Linked DNA regions of Mus musculus: region 2 is linked to region 1. Evidence: chromatin contacts called from public HiChIP or PLAC-seq data. All regions are on one chromosome and are shown on one strand. Each heading gives the region's core, a stretch centred on a gene start, on an enhancer-like site or on the middle of the called end of the contact. The rest is flanking DNA. Distances are from core to core; before and after follow the strand shown. Region 1 overlaps Plpp3 (phospholipid phosphatase 3). Region 2 has its middle 40 kb from the start of Gm40217.

Region 1 (2,780 bases), core at 179-2,678:
CACACTGTCTTGTTTGTGTTAAGACTCTAGACCTGAAAGCTAAGTGCTCATGTTCCTGTCCACATGTCGATGGCAGAGGTGGGATTGAGAAAGGCCATAACTGACTCTCAGAGGCAGACAGTCACTATCAGGAGCACTTAATAAAAAATAATAGTGAGATTCTGTGCTCTGCCTAGACCCATTCAAGCACTTAAAATAGCAACCAGAAGATGAGAATGAATTAATATTCTCTTCTATCCTTCCCTCTCTCCTCCTTTCCTTTCCCTCTTCCCTTCTTTTCTCCTTCCCTTCCTCCAACTCTCTTAGTGCTGGGAACAAATCCAGCTAAGCAAGTGTTCTGCCACTGAGCTGCATCCCCAGACCAAGAACTCTTCTTTCTAATGCAATTCCATCTCAAGGTGACTTGGCAGTAGCTGCTTCTAAAATATGTCAACCATGGCTAGAAAAAGCTATATTAAAAAAACCTAACACACACAAATAGTATAGTGTAAATAACGGTATGCATACACTATATAAAATTTTAGACTGTATTGAATAACAAATATTTACTGAGCAGCTATTGTGTGCTGGAGCTGAGGGGTTGAAACGGGTGCGTTAGCCTTCAAGAGCTGCCGTTCTCAGCAGATCACCTGGAAGGATCCCACAAGGACTCAAACCTGCAGTCTCCATCTTCTCTTCTGCCTAGGTAGGAACTAAGTTTTCAAACACTTTGCCAAAATATCTTCCAGGAAGAAATAGAATGACTCCAGAACCAGACATCAGATGCTAATTTTGAAGAGGAGAACCCTGAGAAATGCATGGCTGTAAGGCACATGTGACTTCTCATGGCCTGGTCTCTAGACAGAGCGAAGAATGGAGTTAGGAGGTGTCTGTGTCAGAGCCAAGGCTGGGAGGCCCAAAGTCCTCGGTAACTAAGGAAGTCTCTTTTCCTCTTTGAGCCTTTTTATCTAGTGAAGAGAGGAGAGGCTGGACTAGCTAGTCAGCAGGAACCTGGCACCCAGAACCTCAGTCAAGTTCTCTGTTACACCTTACACCAGAAGGATATGGGCTAACTGAAGATGCCTTAAGACATGCCCGCCTCATCTCTCACCAATCATCTCTCACCGTTCCAAGCTGTTTGATCCATGCAGTTTTCAAAATAAGACTGAGTTTCCCCCCTCAGGCCTGGTGTTTAATCCGTGTCTTCTCTACAATGCTGGATACTCAGCAACCACATCTGGGAAGGATGTAGTTAGGCAGGCTGGGTTTAGAAAAGTCAACTCTGGTGGGCAATGCTCTGTCACAAGGCAAGGAAGAGTCAGCTAGCTCCAGCCAACTGACGTGTGACTAACCGTCTGTAAAAAGCCTGGGCATTTCACACAGAATGAGATATGTGAAGGCCTATGTCACCACACTGCCACTCCAGATCCTAGACACCTCTAGACTGACTGCTCACATCCCTTACATAGACACCTTCAGGTGACCTTCAGGAACCAGTGCAGTTCCTTCCACGGTACACCTGGGTCTACATTAGATGTGAACAGCTAACAGACAAATCTATCTGCTGGCAAGGAATCCAGAAAGGCAAACACTGGTGCAGTGGAGCCGAGAATTGGAGGACTCTGCAATCACACACCTGGGGTCTGGCCTTCACCTTTAACAGGGCCTTGGCCTCTTGGTAATGGGAGGAATGTGAGTATGGTCTGACAGCCTGGCTCACCGAAGGCTCATGAACTGTTTCTTCTGGGAATGCAGGGTAGTGAACCTTCCATAAGACAAACAAGTGCTAGTTAGTATAGAAGTGGGACCACTATTTATTACAAATGTAGATACTAAATATGCATAATGAAGCCCACAAGCTCTTTGGTTATTTTTCTTGTTTTATGAAATCTGAGTGACTGAAGATGTCTAAACAAAGTATAGGCTTTGAGGACAGAATAAATTTGGTGTTTTGATCCACCATTAAGTGAGCTATATAAACCTTTAGACCAACTGTAAAATTAGGACAATACGACTCATCTCAAGAGTTGCCAAAGGTTATTATGGAATCCCGAGACACTAAGGTGGTCTGTGTGTGCCTGTACACCCTTAATTCATGGTGACAGCTGCTGTTTCTCATGGTTTTCACCATGAGAAACAGCAGCTCTTTGTCCCTATGACTTAAATAGAATCTTTAAAGCAAGAGCAATAGCATATACAAAGTAATAAAACAAAACATACAGGCTGTCAATGCTCATTTCAATGCTAAAGGAAGATGGGGGGGGGTGGGGCTTAACACTTGATGCAGATTTGAGAGGAATACCCTGAGATGTTCCCCAGCTTATACTGATAGCCCCATCTCTGCCCCATAATGCATTTGGTCATCATCCATTCACTTCTAATAAATCTTAAGCATGTACAATGAACAAAGCACAAGGGGGAATCCCGGCATCCTCATTCAGGCCCTCCATTTCCATCAGGGAGCAGTGATTTGCTAGAGCGCGGTCAATGGAAAAGGGCATAGGTGTTTAAACACTGCACAACCACAGGAGACACCATTTAAAGCTTTCATTATAGTTGGGGCTGAAACTAAGCTGGTGCCATTGCAGCTCCTCCAGGAGGGAGCTGGCTGGGCAGGCCCCATCAGCACCTTCTCTGCCCACCAGCTCAGGCAGGAGTTTCCATCTCCTTGTGAACTGGACGCCCCAAGGACCAGGGATGGCTGGGAACATGCATGGCTTATTGCTATACGATTTCCCAGCCTTCCCTTGGAACAGACCTGTGTATATCTACAGCATGTATACAGTCTACTAAAATCCTTT
Region 2 (2,700 bases), core at 48-2,547, 99 kb before region 1:
GCAAAGTTCAAGTCCCAGGTTTCCCAGCCAAGGAGAACTGGCTTCTAATCAAGTCTCATTAACTGTTACCCCTGGGCCAAGCTATGTCACCACTCCTGGCAGCTGCTTTCTCTTTGTCACTTGAAGCCAGTTCCTTGCCATCAAGGCAACAGGTAGAACAGTGTATTCTAAGGTTGCCATAGCCAGGTGCCACAGCCTAGTGACTTAAATCACAGAAACACACGCTCTCACAGCCCCTGGGGCTGGAAGTCTGTGGTCAAGACAGAACACACACTTATTGATTTTGTTGTTGTTGTTGTTTGGTTTTGGTTTTGGTTTATTTTGTTTTTGAGACAGCTCTGGATGGCTTAGACCAGACTGTCCTTTAATGTACAGAGGTCTTCCTGCCTCTTCTTCTTGAGCTGGAACTAACAACATAAGCCAGTTGCCCTTTCTTACAAGACACCAGTCATACTGAATAAGGGACAAATATGGAAACCCTGGAGATGAGACCCTCAGCACAAGGCTTTAGAGCAGTGATTTTCAACTTTCCTAGTGCTGTGACCCTTTAATACAGTTCCTCATGTTGTGGTGACCCCTCAACCAATGCCACTTAGCAACTGTAACTTTGCTAATGTTATAAATTGCAATGTAACTATCTGATATGTAGGATATCTGATATTCAACCCTTCTGAAAGGGTCAGTCGATCCCCAAGTCGGTTGTCACCCCCAGGTTGAGAGCCGCTAATTTAGGCAAAACATCATCCGGCCCTAGCAGATGAAATAGCATATCCAAGTTTCTTCAGAGCCTGGCACTTGGCACACGCTGAGCAGATCCACGGACCATGCCTTTGGCAGGAGTCCATGGGGAGGTTTGGGACTCAACAGTCACTGGTTCTTGCCCTCGGCTTTAGATTCCTTGGTTTTAAGCCTGCCTTGCTGCCTCAATGATCTTGGCCAGATCTTAAGTGTTCTCCAAGATAACAAAAAGCTCGTTGCACACCGTAAATCCTGTGTCTTTTTGTTCTCACCGAGTCCTACCTTGAGTTGCTCACTCTGACATGCTGGGAACAACCTGAGAAGGGAGCAGAGAACATGACGTTCTCAGAACGGGCTCACCAGGGCCTTAGCTTTCTGCCATTGCTGCTGAGGGGAAAGCAGGGCAACTCTAGAACACTCTCCTCCCCACCCTCTCCTACTGTCCCTCAGAAAGGGTACCAACAGCTGTCTGAGAGGAAGTCCGTGGCACTGCTATCAGAGACCTAACTTTGGAAACTGTACCCATGAGGTTCATTTGTCCCCAGATCACCCACTGGTATTTTAGGCCACAAGCATTCCTCTGGCCACCTGCCCTGTTCTGGTATGCTGGGAACAGCTAACTTCCCTCAACTAGTGAAGTTTTTTTTTCCTTGAGGTCACTTTCTCATTGTCCTACTTCCCGGGTGACATGTTAAACGGGGTGTTGGGTACTTTGGTTTGTTTGAGGTATTTTTTGTTTGTTTGCGGTTTGTTGTTGTTTTGGTTTGGCTTTGGCTTTGTTTTTAAGATCATATCAGCACATCCAATTGGTAGCTTGAGCCCAGGCAATTCCTAGGGACCAGCTTTACTATACTGTTCAAGCTTTTTTCTTCGAACCCAGTCAAATCCCGATTGGCTTACAGACAATTCTGCTAGGCTCCTCCCAACAACGGCCTAGCAACAGTTTACAGCATCACCAACACCGTTGCTGGCCAATTGAGAGTCAGGTGCAGCAATTGCCTGCCGGTCAAGTGCGAGCCAGGAATGGCAGCATAGAAAGAGAATGAAGATGGCTGCTCCATACCCCGACCTCTCTTTCTCTCTAACTTCCCCCATACCCTCTGTGTTCCCATGCATTCCCACAAAGTCTCTCGCTCTCCCTCCCCCTTCCCCTCTCTCTCTTTCTCTCTCCCTCCTTCTGTGCCCCACCTTTCTTTGCCCTCCCTCCTCTGCCTCTACCCCTTTCCACCCCTGTTCCTTTCCCTTCATCCATGATAAACTTCCTTATGTCAGGTCTGTCGTGTGGCGTGATTTCTCAGAGGGACACCTTGGCTTGGGCGCACCAAGTACTCCCGTACTCCCTCTGCTGCTGCCACAGCTTTCTATTCCAAACAGTAACTGGAAGAGATGAGTGCTGGATCCTGAGATGGCACTTTGACACCCCACACCCCCAAATAATGCTTAAAGACAGAGATAAAGGATTTTAAAGAGCATTAATTGCTCTCTAGGCCAATGAGGGGTTCCTTGCGCCCCTTTATGAGTGCCATATTTTGGCATTAATTTTCAAAACAACTTCTGCTCGTTATGGAATTGGGAAATGGAAAGACAAACTGTGTGTGCATTCAGACTGATGCACAGGCCATCTCCTGTCTGTTAAGATCGTTGCTACTGGTGCTCGCTTGCTTTCCTCCAGTCTTCCTTCTTGGGAATCTGGGAGCATGCTAGAGTTAAAGTTTTATATCTTTATTGTCTGCATAGCATTCTGTTAAACTGATGTGCCTCCATTAACTTAGCCATCCTGCCACTGTTAACTAAGCCATCCTCCTGTCACAGAAGGCTGGCTGCTGCATCTGTTTTCTCTTTTGCTGTTGATATCTTTTGTGTTTGCCTTATTTAAATTTATGTGCACTGTCTGACCTGAGTCCTCAGCAAAGCTATTTCTGACACCCAGCTACTTTACCCACCTTTTAAAACCTCATCCTT

What was found. HiChIP or PLAC-seq counts read pairs in DNA pulled down with a chosen protein or histone mark.
Region 2: an H3K27ac HiChIP or PLAC-seq map of heart atrium shows a contact between it and region 1, with 5 read pairs. The contact joins two enhancer-like sites. A contact is called at or near these places in 1 of 15 datasets of contacts at CTCF or cohesin (the NIH/3T3 cell line), 6 of 484 Hi-C or Micro-C datasets (embryonic stem cells, muscle stem cells and nephron progenitors) and 12 of 115 datasets of contacts at active chromatin or transcription factors (embryonic stem cells, extraembryonic endoderm stem cells, heart atrium and 1 more).

The regions. Positions count from the first base shown.
Region 1 is chr4:105,178,284-105,181,063 of GRCm38.p6, reverse strand. All of the region lies in intron 1 of Plpp3 (phospholipid phosphatase 3), which reads right to left. Among named protein-coding and RNA genes, the nearest start is that of Plpp3, 22 kb to the right of the region's middle. Within about 2 kb of position 1,428, at least 6 of the 459 cell types and tissues checked have an H3K27ac peak or open chromatin away from gene starts, as enhancers often do. A contact at or near this core is called in heart atrium, where this site is marked.
Region 2 is chr4:105,277,343-105,280,042 of GRCm38.p6, reverse strand. No RefSeq gene overlaps it. Among named protein-coding and RNA genes, the nearest start is that of Gm40217, 40 kb to the left of the region's middle. Within about 2 kb of position 1,297, at least 34 of the 459 cell types and tissues checked have an H3K27ac peak or open chromatin away from gene starts, as enhancers often do. A contact at or near this core is called in heart atrium, where this site is marked.